Regions from separate parts of the Sus scrofa genome. Here region 2 is linked to region 1. The links are chromatin contacts, called in public Hi-C maps. All regions are on one chromosome and are shown on one strand. The core of a region is the stretch at or near the end of the contact, and the rest is flanking DNA. Distances in the headings are between cores, read along the strand shown. Region 1 has its middle 46 kb from the start of PIK3CG. Region 2 overlaps PRKAR2B (cAMP-dependent protein kinase type II-beta regulatory subunit).

Region 1 (7,622 bases), core at 1,693-4,192:
TTGAATCGGAGCTGTAGCCACCGGCCTACGCCAGAGCCACAGCAACGCGGGATCCGAGCCAAGTCTGCAACCTACACCACAGCTCACGGCAACGCCGGATCGTTAACCCACTGAGCAAGGGCAGGGACCGAACCCGCAACCTCATGGTTCCTAGTCGGATTCGTTAACCACTGCGCCACGGCGGGAACTCAGAAAAAATCAACTACTTAACTAAAGAAAAGTATGGTGAAAAAGGGTGGGAAAGCAGGTGATTAGGATATAGCCTACTGGTACATTTCAGAAGGTTTTTATGAGTAGGATTTGATTAATCATTGCCAGACCTTAGGAGGACAAACAAAAGTAACTTTATATAAAGGCAGGAAAGAGGTGCTTTGTAACCAAGTCCCGTGAGGCGTTTGAATGAATTCTCACTGGGGTTGTGATCCCTGGAGAAATCGTCAAGGAAAGAATTTATGTCCTTCATCCTGGATAGTTCTTACTGCCAATGGTGAGAGGTTTTGATCCAGATGAGATGGCCTCTGGCAGTCCCCACCATCAGGTGACTCTAGGATTAAGAATGGTTCCATACCTTTCACAGGGCCCACCTGACATGTCAGTGCTTCAGAGCTACAGTGCTTGCAGAATTATCACAGTTACTGAGTGGGATTATTGTGCCTCATTAAACATTAAATATATCTAAAGAATGGCACTGCATAAACATACTATGGGCTTGTAGCATCTTAACTGGATCTAATCATCACATCCCAGAAATCTAAAATCTAATATAGACAATTAGGTTTAGTAGAAGAAGAGGGAAATGAAAGCTTATGACCGGGACAGTTATAAGAAAGAGGCTTATTAAAAGTGAATGTGGGAGTTCCCCCCGTGGTTCAGCGGTAACAAACCCAACTAGTATCTATGAGGACATGGGTTCTGGCCCTACTCAGTGGGTTAAGAAACTGGCGTTGCTGTGAGAGCTTTGGTACGGGTCACAGACTTGGCTCAGATTTGGCATTGCTGTGGCTGTGTCTGTGGCGTAGGCTGGCAGCTGCAGCTCTGATTCGACCACTAGCCTGGGAATTTTCATATGCTGCAGGTATGCCCCTGCAAAGACCACCCTCAAAAATAAATAAATAAATACATAAATACATAAATAAATAAATAAATATGAATGCAGTGGGAAAGACACTATTTATCTGTCTCTAGTCCTAACAAACGGTAGTGTTCTTGGTATCAGCTATTTTCCCACCTGTCCAGTAGGTGTCAGTGTAAGACAGTGTTCCTAGAACTGACGAAGCTTTAAACGAGAAACAAAAAATAGACTATGAAGTTATAAAAGAAAGATGTAATAAAGATGGGGCTACAAAAATTCCACATAAGATTTTAAATGACATTATTTAAAAATAGGCTGACCTAAACAAAAATTCCTCATGGGTGAGATGACAGAGTTGGACAAGGGGGGGCTCAGAAGACCCCATCTGGCTTTCAGATTCCTTGTGAAGTCAGCAGGAATTCCTGCTCTGAATGCATCCAGCAGAACTCAGCATTGCTGTAAGAGCTGGTCACTATTAACTAGTACAAGAACCAATGAACAGCCAGCCAGACCCTTTAAAAAAAAAAGAGAGAGAGAGAGAGATACTTCCCTGCTTCTCAGAGATTTACCAGATAAAACAGAAATCCTATAATCCACAGAAATAGATCATTACAAGGATTATAAAAGTGAACCAAGGAAAAAGGGGAAACGAAGGTCATATGAGCAGTGTGTAGAATATGTTGAGTCATGCAGGGTGTGCTGCCTGGAGTTGTCCTTTGACCTGGAATGGAAGAGAAGAGAGCCACAAAACCAGGGCTCCACCTGAGCCCCGCCCTTCTGCTCTACATGCAATTTTCCTCCTCCGAATATGAATGAATGCACTTTATACTCTGATAAAGGGCAAGCAATAAATAACATTAAAAAGAATTATTTTTTTAATTCACTCTATAAAGGTACTATTGATATGATAAAGGAAAAATAAGGGGAAAGGGCATATCTACTGAGTACCTCACACACAGAGTATGTCATATGATCCTTACCAAAATCCTGAGATACACTGAAGCACTATGCTGTACACCAGAAGCTAACAACACGGTAAATCAACTAGACTTCAATTTTTTAAAAAAATCCTGAGATGTAAGCGATATTGTTCTTATTTTTAGATAACGGATCCAAGGCTCACTAAAGTTACATAACTTGCCTGAGATTACAATAGCTAATACTGATGAGCAAGTACTCTGCACCAGATATGTAAATGCACCAGCAACAATCCTATGAAAAAAGTTACTATGTGTTCATTTTGCAGAACAGGACATTAAGTCTCACAGAAAAGAAGTTCTTGCTTCCCCAAGGTCACAGAGCTCCGAATTAGTCCAGCTGAAATTCAAACTCACGGGCTGCATGTGGGTTCTCTGGAGAGCAGACTGAAATGGAATGAAGGCTGCAGTGTTTATTGCGGAATGCCTTAGGATTAGCACCTGTGGAAGGAAGGCATGAAAGCAGGACTGGGAGGCCCATGTGAATTGCTGGGCCCTGGGCCAAATAGCTAGGCTTATATACACCTGCCATAATCCGTCATTGGCTGTGGACATGGCCTAGGCAGCTGAGGCAGACCCTGAGGGGCTAGCAGCTGACAAGCATCTGCTGATCACACCCCTTTCTGGAAAGGACATCTGGGCAGCCCCTCCACGTTCCTCGCACCCTGTCTGTGTCTTAGCCCAGTTCACATTTTTTGGCTACAGCATGATGGTCGAGGCCAGAAGGGAGACAGGAGACCTTGATGGAATTTTCATCGTGGGGCTGCTGCTGATGAGGCCGGGCCCCAGCTTCTCACCCCTTAGATGCTTCAAACAGCATCAGCAGAAGTCGAGAAAGGGGTGGAGGCTGACAGCGCTGACTCAACAGCAGGGTCAGTCATTAAATGATTGTTGTTGATTGACACCATCTAGGTAGCTTAGAAAGGGAGGTTCCAACCCACTCACAGACCCGATAGTTGGTCTGGGCACTTCCGTGGTATAGGAACATCTGATCACCGGCTGCTTGCCCCTCACTCCCTGCAGATGCCACTGAGATGGCAAAGCCACCCAGTGTGCCCAGCACTGGCCTGGCCTGCTGCCTGCCTGCCTGCCCCGCCTGAGGTGAGTAGGCTGGTTTCCCTTTGGAAATAGAGCCGCCTGTGCTACTTCAAGCAATGACCATAGCAAAATGCCACCCTGAGTGGCCAGAAATTCTCATACTTCTACTTGAATTCAGAGAACAGCTGACTTGACAGAAGGCAGAAAGCGGGTGAATTTAGCTCGCCTGGGAACAGATGAGCATAGAGCCAAACCAGCTTTCTGTGGTGAAATTCCTCAGCCCTGTCATCCCAGTGAAGTGTGGAAGAGAGGCTGGAAAGCTTGCAGAACTGGAACCTCATCACCTCATGGGTCTGCAGCCCATGTCTGCCATAAACCCCAGCACGGTCATGGGCCCCCCACCCCACCCCATGAACTTGGTTGCCTTGGATCACCCATTTCCCGCTCCTGGAACTGGACCTCCCCTTGGGCACAGTCAGGAAAACCCAGCCAAAGCCTCCATTCAAATACTGCTCCTTGAAACCATCCATGCCCACCACCCCCGTCGAAAGTAATTTTAATTCCTTTGGCAGCTACCACTGAAGTTTTCAGTTGTTTGACAAGAGAGTTACTAACATTTTAAATTGTACATAAGAATCACCACAAGGGCTTGATGAAAAGCCAGATCCCTTGCTTCTGGGCTCCAGACCTGCTGATTCATCAGGGATGGAGAGGCCTGAGAGTCTGCATTTTCATAATCAGCCCTGCTATCCCCCATGCACATGATCCATAAGGAATAGTTTGAGAAGTCCTGGCATCGTGATCTAAAAAGATTTCCTCCCTCCAAAAGGGAGTCTACACTTGCTGTAGAGTCGATTTCCTCAAGTTCATGTTTAGATGCAATAGGAGGTAGAGACCCTGCTATATTCATTGCTTTCTTTCCTACAGTATCTAGCGTAGAGTTTCAAACATTGTGGACTGGTCAGCTAAGTCTTTTTGGTCTCCTGGTTTTTGTTTCACTCTTCCAAACAATTTGGGGTTTGTCAGAAGCCCACTTCTCACTCCTGCTTTGCCCATATTTCCACCTCCCATCCCCAGGCTCCTACATAATCTGCATAAGCCACTGAGCTCTGCCTTCACCCCACTCAACCTGCTCCTTCTGTAACCTTCCTTTAGTAGGTCCCTTCACCCCACTCAATCTGCTCCTTCTGTGACTTCTTTTAGTAGAGTTTTCAGTTGTTTGATGAGAGATTTTGGCAGGATTTTTAAAAAATTCTCTGTTTTACAAAAGACCATATTTTATTCTAACTTTTAAAACATACATGTTCATTGGGCATATTTTAGAAAATTGAAGCATAAAGAGGAAACCGTACTGGTAATCTCAGTTTCCTCTTTGGTGTGCTTTTTCGCACATCCAGATCCCACCTTCTGGGAGCTATGTCGACAGCCTTCATTTTCCTTTGGACCTTCCCTTCTTTTCTGAGAAGGCTGGCACCTTATCTCAGATTTAGAAGGGAGATTTGAAGGGAAGAGGGAATCTAAAGGCGGTTATAAATAAACAAAACTGGTTCTGTGATTTAGCCCCACCTATCCAAAATTAAACACATATGAAACTAGTGGTACGGCTTTGACCAAGCACACTCTGGAAATGTTTGGGCAACGGCATTTCAGAGAACTCAGAGTCTTCTTGCTGGCTTTCAGGATCCACTTAGCAAAACAGGTAGATGATTAGGAGAAGGTAGGGATAATATGCACAACAATAAAAATAAAAAGCAAACATATACGACATCCTATGTGCTGGGGACGGGTATAAACATGCATTGCATGCATTAACTTCACAACAGCTCTATGAGGTAGGAATTATTACTGCTACCACTTGACAAAGGAGGAAAATGAGTCACAGAGAGGTTAAGTAACTGGCCCAAGATCATACAGCTAGTAGTGGAATTTGAACCTCATCAGGCTCCAGAGTCCATGTTCTTAACTATTAACTGCAAGTTAATGAGCATGCCAACAATTATAACATTTACGTCATTTAAAGACTGTAAGTAACACTGCACTTGAAATTTTGTCCAAGGTCCCAAACATTCCAGAGTGTTTGCTTAGGAAATAAGACTAGTCAAAAAAAAAAAAAAAAAAAAAAAAAAAAAGGAGTTCTCATAGTGGCTTAGTGGTTAACGAATCCAACTAGGAACCATGAGGTTGCGGGTTCGATCCCTGGCCTCGCTCAGTGGGTTAAGGATCCGTCGTTGTGAGCTGTGGTGTGGGTTGCAGACGCAGCTCGGATCCTGCATTGCTGTGGCTCTGGTGTAGACTGGTGGCTACAGCTCCAATTAGACCCCTAGCCTGGGAACCTCCATATCCTCCACAGGGTGTGGCCCTAGAAAAGACAAAAAAAAAAAAAAGACTATAGTCAACCATCAGACAATGGTTCCACCCAAAATTATCATGACTCAGTCCTGTCTGACAGAGCTTGCATGCAGCTTGATTGAAGAGCCAGGGTTTACTTTAAGAAAATGCTTCTTTTACTCCTGAACTTTGTTGTTTTCCTGAATTCCTTTAGTCAACAAATTTATTGAGCAAATACTATGTGCCAGGCATTATTCTAGGTTCTTGGCCCAAAAGATCAGTGAGCTGCGTTGTTTACCCACCATGTGAGGACTCAGCCTCCACTGGATTGGTGGCTGGAGATTGGCAAGAGAGGTGGGGATGGGTTGCGTGTTCACACATGAGAAATTGCTGTGTAACAAGTGAGCTTGGGTCTAAAACTAGCATCCTGTGTAACCAACTATCTGAAGTATAAGAAACCCAAGTCCCACATGGGTGGTGAAGCAAGCATTTTTTGTTTTGCTCCCATCAAGAGGAGCCATAGGTGTAACCATTGCCACAGCCAATTAGCCATCCAGCACCCCATTTCCTGGCACTCTGAGCTGTGTGAAGATCAGCTCTGGTCCCACATCAGCAGCTTACAATGCCTCATGTCTAGTGTGAGTCGGCAGTGGCTCTGCCACTCGTGACTTGGTTCTGGGTGCAGGCCGGCAGGGCTGCCTCTATCTGGAGCATTGTGGACTGTCATTTGCTGGCTCTTAGAGTACCCACTGGATATGATATCCATCAATTCTGCCCACATGTATTGGGTTAAAGCAAGTCATATGGCCACTCCTAAACTCAACAAAAAAGGGATATTTAATCCTTCAAGGAGAGGCACAACTGGAAAGGAAACTGGGTTATTGGATGAAAAGTTTCTATTGGCCGTAGAAAGCCAACAGTATTTCCTGCTGGATGTGGGGTAAGAGTGAAAGGAAAGTACCAAGAATGACTTGAAGATGGTGGTCTGATCAACCACAAAGATGGACAGCCATCACCCCAAATGGCAAAGCTACAAGTGAAGTGGTTTATAGCAGAAGATCAGAAGTTCAACACTGGGCATGTTCAGGTCAAGCTGTCCACCAGACCTGCAAGTAGAGATGTCAAGTGGGAGGCTGGATATTATGGTGTCAATTTCAGGACAGCCCTCTGGACTGGAGACACAAATTTGGAAAATGCTGTCATATGGTGGTACTTAAAGCCAAGAGCCCGATGTGATCACTCAAGCAGGCGAGTCAGGCCGAGCCTGAAGCCTGTCTACATCAGGAGCTGAGGAAGAAGACGAGGATCCAGCAGACTAAACTGAGCCTGAGAAGAAGTGAGCAGGGCAGACACCCAAGGGAGTGTTGTGAAGGCCAAATGAAGACATTTTATCAAAAGAAGAAAAAAGGGCCAATTGTGTCAAATCCTATTAAAGACCGAGAATTGTACTATGGGATTTTGCTGTGTGGAGGTCATTTGGTGACAGTGAGAAGAACAGTTTCCATGGGGTGGCAGGTGCAAAGCCTGAAGAGCAAGGATTTAAGGGAGAATATCGAAGAATAAGTAAAGCCAGAGAGTGTAAACTGCACTTTGATTTTTGCTACAATGAGGAGCAAAGAAATAGGGGCAGATGGGAGTGATGGGATCAAGGGGGTTGTTTTATTTTCCTTTTAGGATGGAATAGATGATAGCATAGAAATAAATGTTCATGGGAATGGATCCAGTTTTGTGTGGGAAATTATGTAAGAGAAAGAGGAAGGCATTGCTGCAGGGCTATTCTTAACCTCCTGAGAGGGGATGGGGGGCTTGGCTTTAGAGGGGAGTCCATCCATGCACAGACAGGAAGCTGGCAGATGCAAGGCTAGTGCATGGGAAGAAGTGGGCGGTGGGTGTATGAAAGTTCTCTTCTTGTTGCTTTCATTTGGGAAATAGGAAACAAGATCATCAGCTTCAAGGAAAATGGTGAAGGAGAGTTGGAGATTTGAGGAGAAAGGGAAAGTGTGAGACAGTTACTCAAGATGGAAATCAGAATCGTGGTTGCTTCTGGGAGTGGTGGTGCAGGAATGGACTGGGAAGAGACTTAGGGGAACTATTGGGGGCTGATGGTAGAATTCTATTTCTTTTTGTTTGTTGGTTTGTTTTTTAGGCATACGGAGGTTCCCAGACTAGGGGGTCGAATCAGAGCTGCAGCTGCCAGCCTATGCCAC
Region 2 (7,622 bases), core at 3,165-5,664, 290 kb after region 1:
GTTTGAGGGTCAGTCTAACAAAGGGCCAGATGATCTAAAGAGCCAGGGAGTAAATTTTGTAGGGTCTGCAGGCCATGAGATCTATGTTGCAACTGCTCAACACTGCTGTCTAGCATGAGTCAGCTACTGATAATGCAGAAACAGCTGGTGTGCTTGTCATTCCCATAAAACTTGATTTAAGGAAGCAGGCAGCCTGCTTTGGGCTCCTGTGTTCCAGTCCCTTATTTAGAATGTAAAGGATCCTGTGAGTCCTATACAGTTGTGGCTGACCAGATTGCTAGAGCAGTATTATTTTTTTTTTTGGCTGCCCTGTGGCATACGGAGCGCCTTGGGCCAGGGATCAGATCTGAGCCACAGCTGCAACCTTTGCCACAGCTGCAGCAACACTGGATCCTTAACACACTGTTCTGGGCCGGGGACTGAACCTGCAGGATGCTGCCAATCCTGTTGTACCATAATGAGAACTCCTTCAAAACGTTTTTGCTTCATTTGCGGCATGTGGAAGTTCCTGGGCCAGAGATCGAACCCATGCCACAGCTGTAACCAGAGCCACAGCAATGACAACACCAGATCTTTCACCCACCGAGCCACCAGGGAACTCCAAGCTATTCTTCTGTTCTCACAAGTCATACATGTTTATTAGAGAAACAAAGGCTCTTTAAATGAATGCCCCTAGAATCTTCCGTGATTCTTAGGCTCAGAGGTCACTGCAGTCAGCAGTTTTGTACACGCATCCCTTCAGATGGCTATCTTTGCATTTTCTGTTTGGTTGCATTCCTCATTATATTTTGATCATGTATTATCTTAAATATGTGCAGTTTAGTCTCAGTGGCCCCAGCAGGCACAAATATAGGCCTCACCTTAGTCCCGTTGATGGTCTTATCTTTCTGCTTGTCTGGAACTGGGGTGGAGGAATCTGTGTCACACATTGATGCCCTTTTATTATGGTCAACAGAAGAGAAAGGACAATAAGAGCCCAGCAACAACTGTCACCCATGGATGACAATCTGGGGAGGGTTCCTATTACCCTGATGTGCCTGAGAGGGGCTCCCTGGGCATGCCCCCAGCTACTGCTGCTCCCCAGTGGGAAGACCTCTGCACGGATGTGGAAGATGCTGGGAGCAGCAGCATTTCTGGGAGGAAGTTGGATGGCTGGGCCAGGGCAGAAGGGAACCTCTTACTGTTTACCCTTCCAGACAGGCAAATGTGTCATGACGTCCAAGCAGCAAGACTAAGCGATAAGTGATGTTAAAAAAACAAAACAAAACAAAACAACCCAGAAAGATGGAGATTTTATTGCCCAGGGCTTGTGTATTTTGCAGTGAGATTTAGCTTGAATTACTTTTACATCTTTTCTTCCACCTGTCCAACAGAGGGACATTTGATATTTATGTGAAATGCGACGGTGTTGGGAGGTGTGTTGGGAACTACGACAATCGTGGGAGTTTCGGCGAGCTGGCCTTAATGTACAACACGCCCAGAGCAGCAACGATCACCGCTACCTCTCCTGGTGCTCTGTGGGGTTTGGTGAGTGGAGTCTTTCTTTGGACTGAACATCTTTTATAAAAGTTGTTATGACAGAAGTCAGGCAGCTGCCGCATTTCAGTTCTCATAGGTAGCTTCGTTTGGGGTTGATTAAGCAACTGCTGGATGCTGACCGTTTGGGCACTAAGACTGTGCCCTAAGACTGTGCCCTAAGACTGTGCACTAAGACTGTGCACTAAGACTGTTAGCCTTCTGTTTCCCAGTCAAGTCTGGAGTTGAACCTGCCAACCAGGCGAAAGACAGATCCAAAATGCTTCTCCCTCTCTTTTTTTTTTTTTTTAAACCCCTCTTAAAAACCAAAGCCTTCGGTGCTGTTTTTTTCAGATCGCTTTCTGTGGTATTATAATCTGTGGTTCTCAGAGCGTGTGGGTCCCCTGACCTGGGAACTTGCTAGAAATGCAGATTGAGGCCCCACTTACGGATTCAGGCCCGTTGACTCAGAAACTCAGGTGGGGCCGGCAGCCTGTACTTGAGCAAGCCTGTCCATGCTTGAGAAACCACTGTCATCTGAGCCACTCCTGTGGTGTAAATTGATTGTAACAACTCTGCATTGACAAGCAGCCCTGCAGAGAGAAAATAGTTGATTCCTGTGCTTCTCACTTACTACACATCAGAATTACTTGGGGATGTTTTAAAAAAGTCCTCTTAACTAGGCCCCACCACTGAGAAATGTAATCAGACTCTGAGGGTTGGGTCCTGGTGAAATAAATTTCTTTTTTTCCTTTTCTCTTTATAAGTGCTGTACCTGCGGTATATGGAGGTTCCCAGGCTAGCAGTCAAATCAGAGCTACAGCTGCCAGCCCATGCCACAGCCACGGCAACACTGGATGGAAGCCACATTTGCAACTACGCCACAGGTTGCAGCAATGCCAGATCCTTAACTCACTGAGTGAGGCCAGGGATCGAACCCACATCCTCCTGGTTACTAGTCAGGTTCTTAACCTGCTGAGCCACAATGGGAACTTCCCCAAATAAATTTCTTAAAGGTGGTCTGTCTACAAGACTTGAAAGTTGACTTAAAGACATTTGGGTGAGGGGAGGGAGGGAGATTCTTTTCATAGGTGATATTAGGATGCAGAGGAGCAGACCCCAGCAAAGCCGATTCTGAAAGACTGTTTAAGCTGATGCTTAGGGATCACCTGGGGATTTAGTTAAAAGGCAGATTCTGATTCATTGGGTCTGGGAGGAGGCGGAGCCTTAGAAGCCCCCTGGAGACAGCAGTGCTGCTGGTGCCCAGATTTAAACAGCCCTGATTAAGGGAAGGTTGACAATATTTGTATTCTCTTTTAACATTGTGAGAAACATCACACACTATATATGTACACTTTTGTCTTTTGCTTTTTAGGGTTGTACCTGTGGCCTGTGGAAGTTCCCAGGCCAATGGTCAAATCAGAGCTGCAGCCCCCAGTCTGCAACACAGCCACAGCCACAACAACGCGGGATCCGAGCTGCGTCTGAGACTTAGACCACCGATCACGCCAATGCCCGATCCACGGAGCGGGGGCAGGGTTCGAACCTGTATCCTCATGGACACTAGTTGGGTCTGGTACCACTGAGCCACAACAGGAACTTCCCACCCTATAGTTTTGACATGCATCTACTCAGTTATTTCTGACAAGTCCTTTTAAGGAGGCGAGGTGAGGTAACAAGAAGTACAGGACTGCAGCTTCACAGGAGTTACGCATTATCAGTCACCACACAGTGTTGGACTCTGAAGTGGATTCAGCTGATAGAAATCTCTTGATTGGAAAAATGAGATATATTGTGCACTTCTTTTTTTTTTTTTCTGTCTTTTTGCCATTTCTTGGGCCGCTCCCGTGGCATTTGGAGGTTCCTAGGCTAGGGGTTGAATCAGAGCTGCAGCTGCCAGCCTGCGCCAGAGCCACAGCAACTCTGAGCCTCCTCTGCAACCTACACCACAGCTCACGGCAACGCCGGATCCTTAACCCACTGAGCAAGGCCAGGAATCGAACCCGCAACCTCATGGTTCCTAGTTGGATTCGTTAACCACTGAGCCATGATGGGAGCTCCCCCTCTTTTGTTTTTTTGTCTCATTTCTTCTTATTAAAACCAGGCAGTTACTTGTTTACTTATTAAAAATGTGATGAGTCACTTTTTAAGTGCTGGAAGAAGAATTGGAATTGTTTCCAGTTGGAATTGGAATTGTTTCAGGCTCATCATCTGAAGTGTTTTAAGGAGGATGAAAGATCTCAGTACCCAAAGCCAGCAAAGTTAAAAACTCAAACCTGAGTGAACTTGGCCCCTAGGAAGTGCTTACCTGCCCTGTCTTGAGTTTCCTTAAGGAAGGTATCACTGAAAATTTAATCATCCTGATGGGGTTGCTATCCAGAATCAGATTGTCACACGGAAGCCTCCTCTCTGCAGTTCCTCTGAACAAGGTCACATATTTAGCTGGTTGGCCTTTTGATTCCTGATAGTTTTCAGCCCTGGCGGGAACCCTAAACTACTGACAAAGGCCCAGCATTTCCCAGGGTGCATGATACTTAGGTCATTTTCAGAGATTTTTACTAATCTGTACATATTTTAAACTTTACAAACAGTGGCACAGTGAGTTAAGAATTCAACTGCAGCAGCTCGGGTCACTGTGGAGGTGCAAGTTCAATCCCCAGCCCCAGTACAGTGGCGTAAAGGATCTGACATTACTACAACTGTGGCATAGGTTGCAGATGTGGTTTGGAGTCAGTCCCTGGCCTGAGAACTTCATATGCCATAGGTGCAGCCGTTAAAAAAAGAAAGTGGACAGTTTGTGATGATCACCTTGGGGTGTGTGCATAAGTGCAATAGCTGCTTTTAAAAATCATAATAATTAACATAATCAGTTAATACTTCAAACCTGCTTTCTTAGCAATTCACCTAACCAGCCCCCTTCCGGAGAAAGTTTTAAGACCAACAGATTGGAGCTCTGCCGCATCAGTGCAGGTATAAAGATAAGCAAATCTCAAGAGAAAAGTCCTTTGTAGAAGAGTCCAGCTTTGTAAATAAGACGAGGTCACTGTTAGCCCTGGGGAATTAACTGATCTGCAGGACTGTGCTGGTGATTCAGAGAGGTGAGGACTGAAATGACTATAGGATGAAAATCTTTGAAATGGGACTTTCTGGATTTTATTTTTATGTCACAGTGGGTGTGAAGAGGTGAGCCACTAATAGAAATTTTTTTCTGACACACATTGCTCATTATGATTAATTTCTAAATTGCTAACCTCTTTCTAGGCTTCTCTGTTTTGCTGTAAACTCTTCTTCATAAAGTGGTGTGCAGCCAGTCCCCAGAACAGATTACATAGCAGAGTCACTTGGAGAGTTTTTACAGAATACAGATTATTATATATAGAGTCCTGTGTGCCAAGATTTTGAGTCATTAAAGTGTGGGATCTTAGGAGTTTCCGTTGTGGCTCTGTGTCTTAAGAACCTTACTGGGATCCATGAGGATTCAGGTTCGATCCCTGGCCTCACTCACTGGGTTAAGGATCTGGTGTTGCCATGAGCTGCAAAGTAGGTTGCAAACACCGATCCCTCGTTGCTGTGGCTGTGGTGTAGGCTTGGCAGCTGTGGCTCCAATTCAACCCCTAGCTTGGGAACTTCCATATGCCCTGGGTATGGTCCTAAAAAAAGTAAATAAATAAAAATAAAGTATGGGATCTTAGAAACTTTTTTTTTTAAAACACCACTGCTGATTCTGATGCAGAGCTAGACTTGGAAATTATTTCAATATTTTACAATTATCTTAAATTTTTTTCTCTTTTTAAAAAATGACTAAGTCTAAACTATAACCCTTATAAAATTATAATAAACGAAATCGGAGAACAAGATGTTTAGTTTCCTAGAGACTTAATCCACACTTGCATTTTTCCCCCATCCTATCAGTTCATTTAAATTCAGCCTTAATATGTTGGCACAGTAATTTATTAAAGAACATATTCCAATTAATTTTACTTTATATTAAACGGTATTGTTGTTTATCAGTTTATGCCAAACTAACGTAATTCTGAGCACTCTGAGAACTAAATGTTTGGTAGGAATTTTTGTAATATAAAATTTGTAGTAAAACCATTTTTAGAGCCATTAGCTTTAAAGTTTTCCCTGGTTCCTTATTTCACTTCTGTATCCTTGAGGTTAAGTAGTATAAACATAGGAACATTTTAGAATGATGAGCATGATAAACACTGTCATCAAACTCTCCTCAAAGAAGTCGTAGTTTCTCTGTATATTTTAAAAAAGAAACTCTGGTATATGGATGTGATAAAAAGCCTAGTCAATAATTTTTCTATATCTCTTTACATTGTAAGTGCATGATTAAAAATTTTTCCTAATACTGTTTTCCATCGTTTTTTTTTTTACTGCAGTCCACAAGAAACACATTAGGAAATGTCACACCAGTGTATATGTTTGTGTGCCTTTGTGTATAATGGAAATAAATATATAACTCAACACTTGACTAAAAAGGATGCCCACAGATTTTCTCTTTTGTTTTTTCTTTTTTAAAGATGAAAATGCCGGTCATGGGTCAAGGGGGTCAAAAGGTACAAATTTCTAGATACAAATGCATGCTGAGGACAGAGTATACACCACGGTAACCAGTTAATAGTAACAGTGTTGTACATTTGAAATTTCTCATCACAAGAAAAAAAATGTGGTAGCTATATGTATGGTGATGGATGTTAATTAGAGTTAATATGATCATTTCACGATATATACAGATACTGAATCATTATGTTGTACATTTGAAACTAATAAAATGTTGTGTGCCAGTTACACCTAAAAAAAATGCCAGTCATGTCCCACCGAATTGATTTCATAACACTCTAAGGCTGTTATCTGTAGCGAAAGAACTCACTTGCTGGTTTCAATTCTCAGAAACTAAGTAGGATGATGGGGTTGCCAGGGGCTGAGGGTGGTGGGGAAGAGGTAGGTTAAAGAGAAAAAACTTGCAGTTATGAGTAAGTTTTGAGGATCCGGTGTAAAACGTGATGATTATAGTTAACAACAGTATATACTTGAAAGCTGCAAAGAATAAATCTTTAATGTTCTTACCACAGAAAAGAAATGGTAATTATGTGAGGTGATAGCGGTATTAACCATCTGTGGTGGTAATCATTTCACAGTATATAGGTATGTCATATCAACGTATTGTTTATACCTTTAATGCATACGTCATAAATCACTTTTCTCTCAAAAGGGGAGGGGGTGGGGCAGGAAAGAACGGGGAGCGTATTAAGTGGTGCGACAGCGCCACCTTGTGGTGTAGCCCGCCGGTTACACGTTGGTGCTTTCTTTAAAAAACCTGAAAGTCACGTTTTATATGGTTCTACATGTATGCTTAAAGAAGTAATCTGAAATGAGTTACGTTAGAAGTATAATGATGTTCATCTTTTATTTCAAAATCTTCAATTATTGTTTGTTCTTTGTAGGGAATAAATTCAAACTGTCTCTTCAAACCTTCTTTCCCCATAAAGTCTACCTTTTAACTGTCTTCGTATTTGACATTCTGCCTTTAGGACAGGGTAACCTTCAGGAGAATAATTGTAAAAAATAATGCCAAAAAGAGGAAAATGTATGAAAGCTTTATTGAGTCACTGCCATTCCTTAAATCTTTGGAAGTAAGTATATGTTTGTGCTTTTATTTTGCTTTAAAAGCTTTTGTTTTGTTGGGAATGCTTAGTTCTATTGGAAGTTTCTTTGAATAATAATTTATCCATATTTTCATTTGAGAAGATTATATAGCGTTTGTACAGCTCAGCCTTTCTTTTCCTGCCTATAGCTGCATTTGTTTTGTCGTATGTAAGCAATAGACTCCTAGGAGCATCCTTGGCAGATCTGTATTTGGTCTTTATCTGAACGCAGACTTAAAAGAACCCCACAAATGTAGGCAGTGGCCGCTTAGTTATGCCTTTATAGGATCAGATTATCCAAATACAGCACATCCTCACTGGCCTCTCCTCCTTTATTCCTCTTCTCCTTTCTCCTAAAATTGGCATTCTAGGGTCTCTTTTTCTTTTGGCAGGCTCACCCTAACCCTCTTCACATGGTGAACTTGTCAAATCCCCTGGCTTATAAGTCTA

Evidence for each region. Hi-C and Micro-C count contacts between places; a contact is called where the count stands out from the background.
Region 2: a Hi-C map of retroperitoneal adipose tissue shows a contact between it and region 1, with 2.7 times the contacts expected there. The contact joins two enhancer-like sites. A contact is called at or near these places in 1 of 5 promoter capture datasets (fetal skeletal muscle), 32 of 47 Hi-C or Micro-C datasets (adipocytes, adipose tissue, alveolar macrophages and 18 more) and 2 of 2 datasets of contacts at active chromatin or transcription factors (alveolar macrophages and skeletal muscle).

The regions. Positions count from the first base shown.
Region 1 is chr9:106,655,674-106,663,295 of Sscrofa11.1, forward strand. No RefSeq gene overlaps it. Among named protein-coding and RNA genes, the nearest start is that of PIK3CG, 46 kb to the right of the region's middle. Within about 2 kb of position 2,943, at least 23 of the 83 cell types and tissues checked have an H3K27ac peak or open chromatin away from gene starts, as enhancers often do. A contact at or near this core is called in retroperitoneal adipose tissue, where this site is marked.
Region 2 is chr9:106,940,752-106,948,373 of Sscrofa11.1, forward strand. PRKAR2B (cAMP-dependent protein kinase type II-beta regulatory subunit) reads left to right here. Exons shown (of 11, transcript XM_021102599.1): 6 at 1,374-1,527; 7 at 7,059-7,160. Among named protein-coding and RNA genes, the nearest start is that of HBP1, 21 kb to the right of the region's middle. Within about 2 kb of position 4,415, at least 9 of the 83 cell types and tissues checked have an H3K27ac peak or open chromatin away from gene starts, as enhancers often do. A contact at or near this core is called in retroperitoneal adipose tissue, where this site is marked.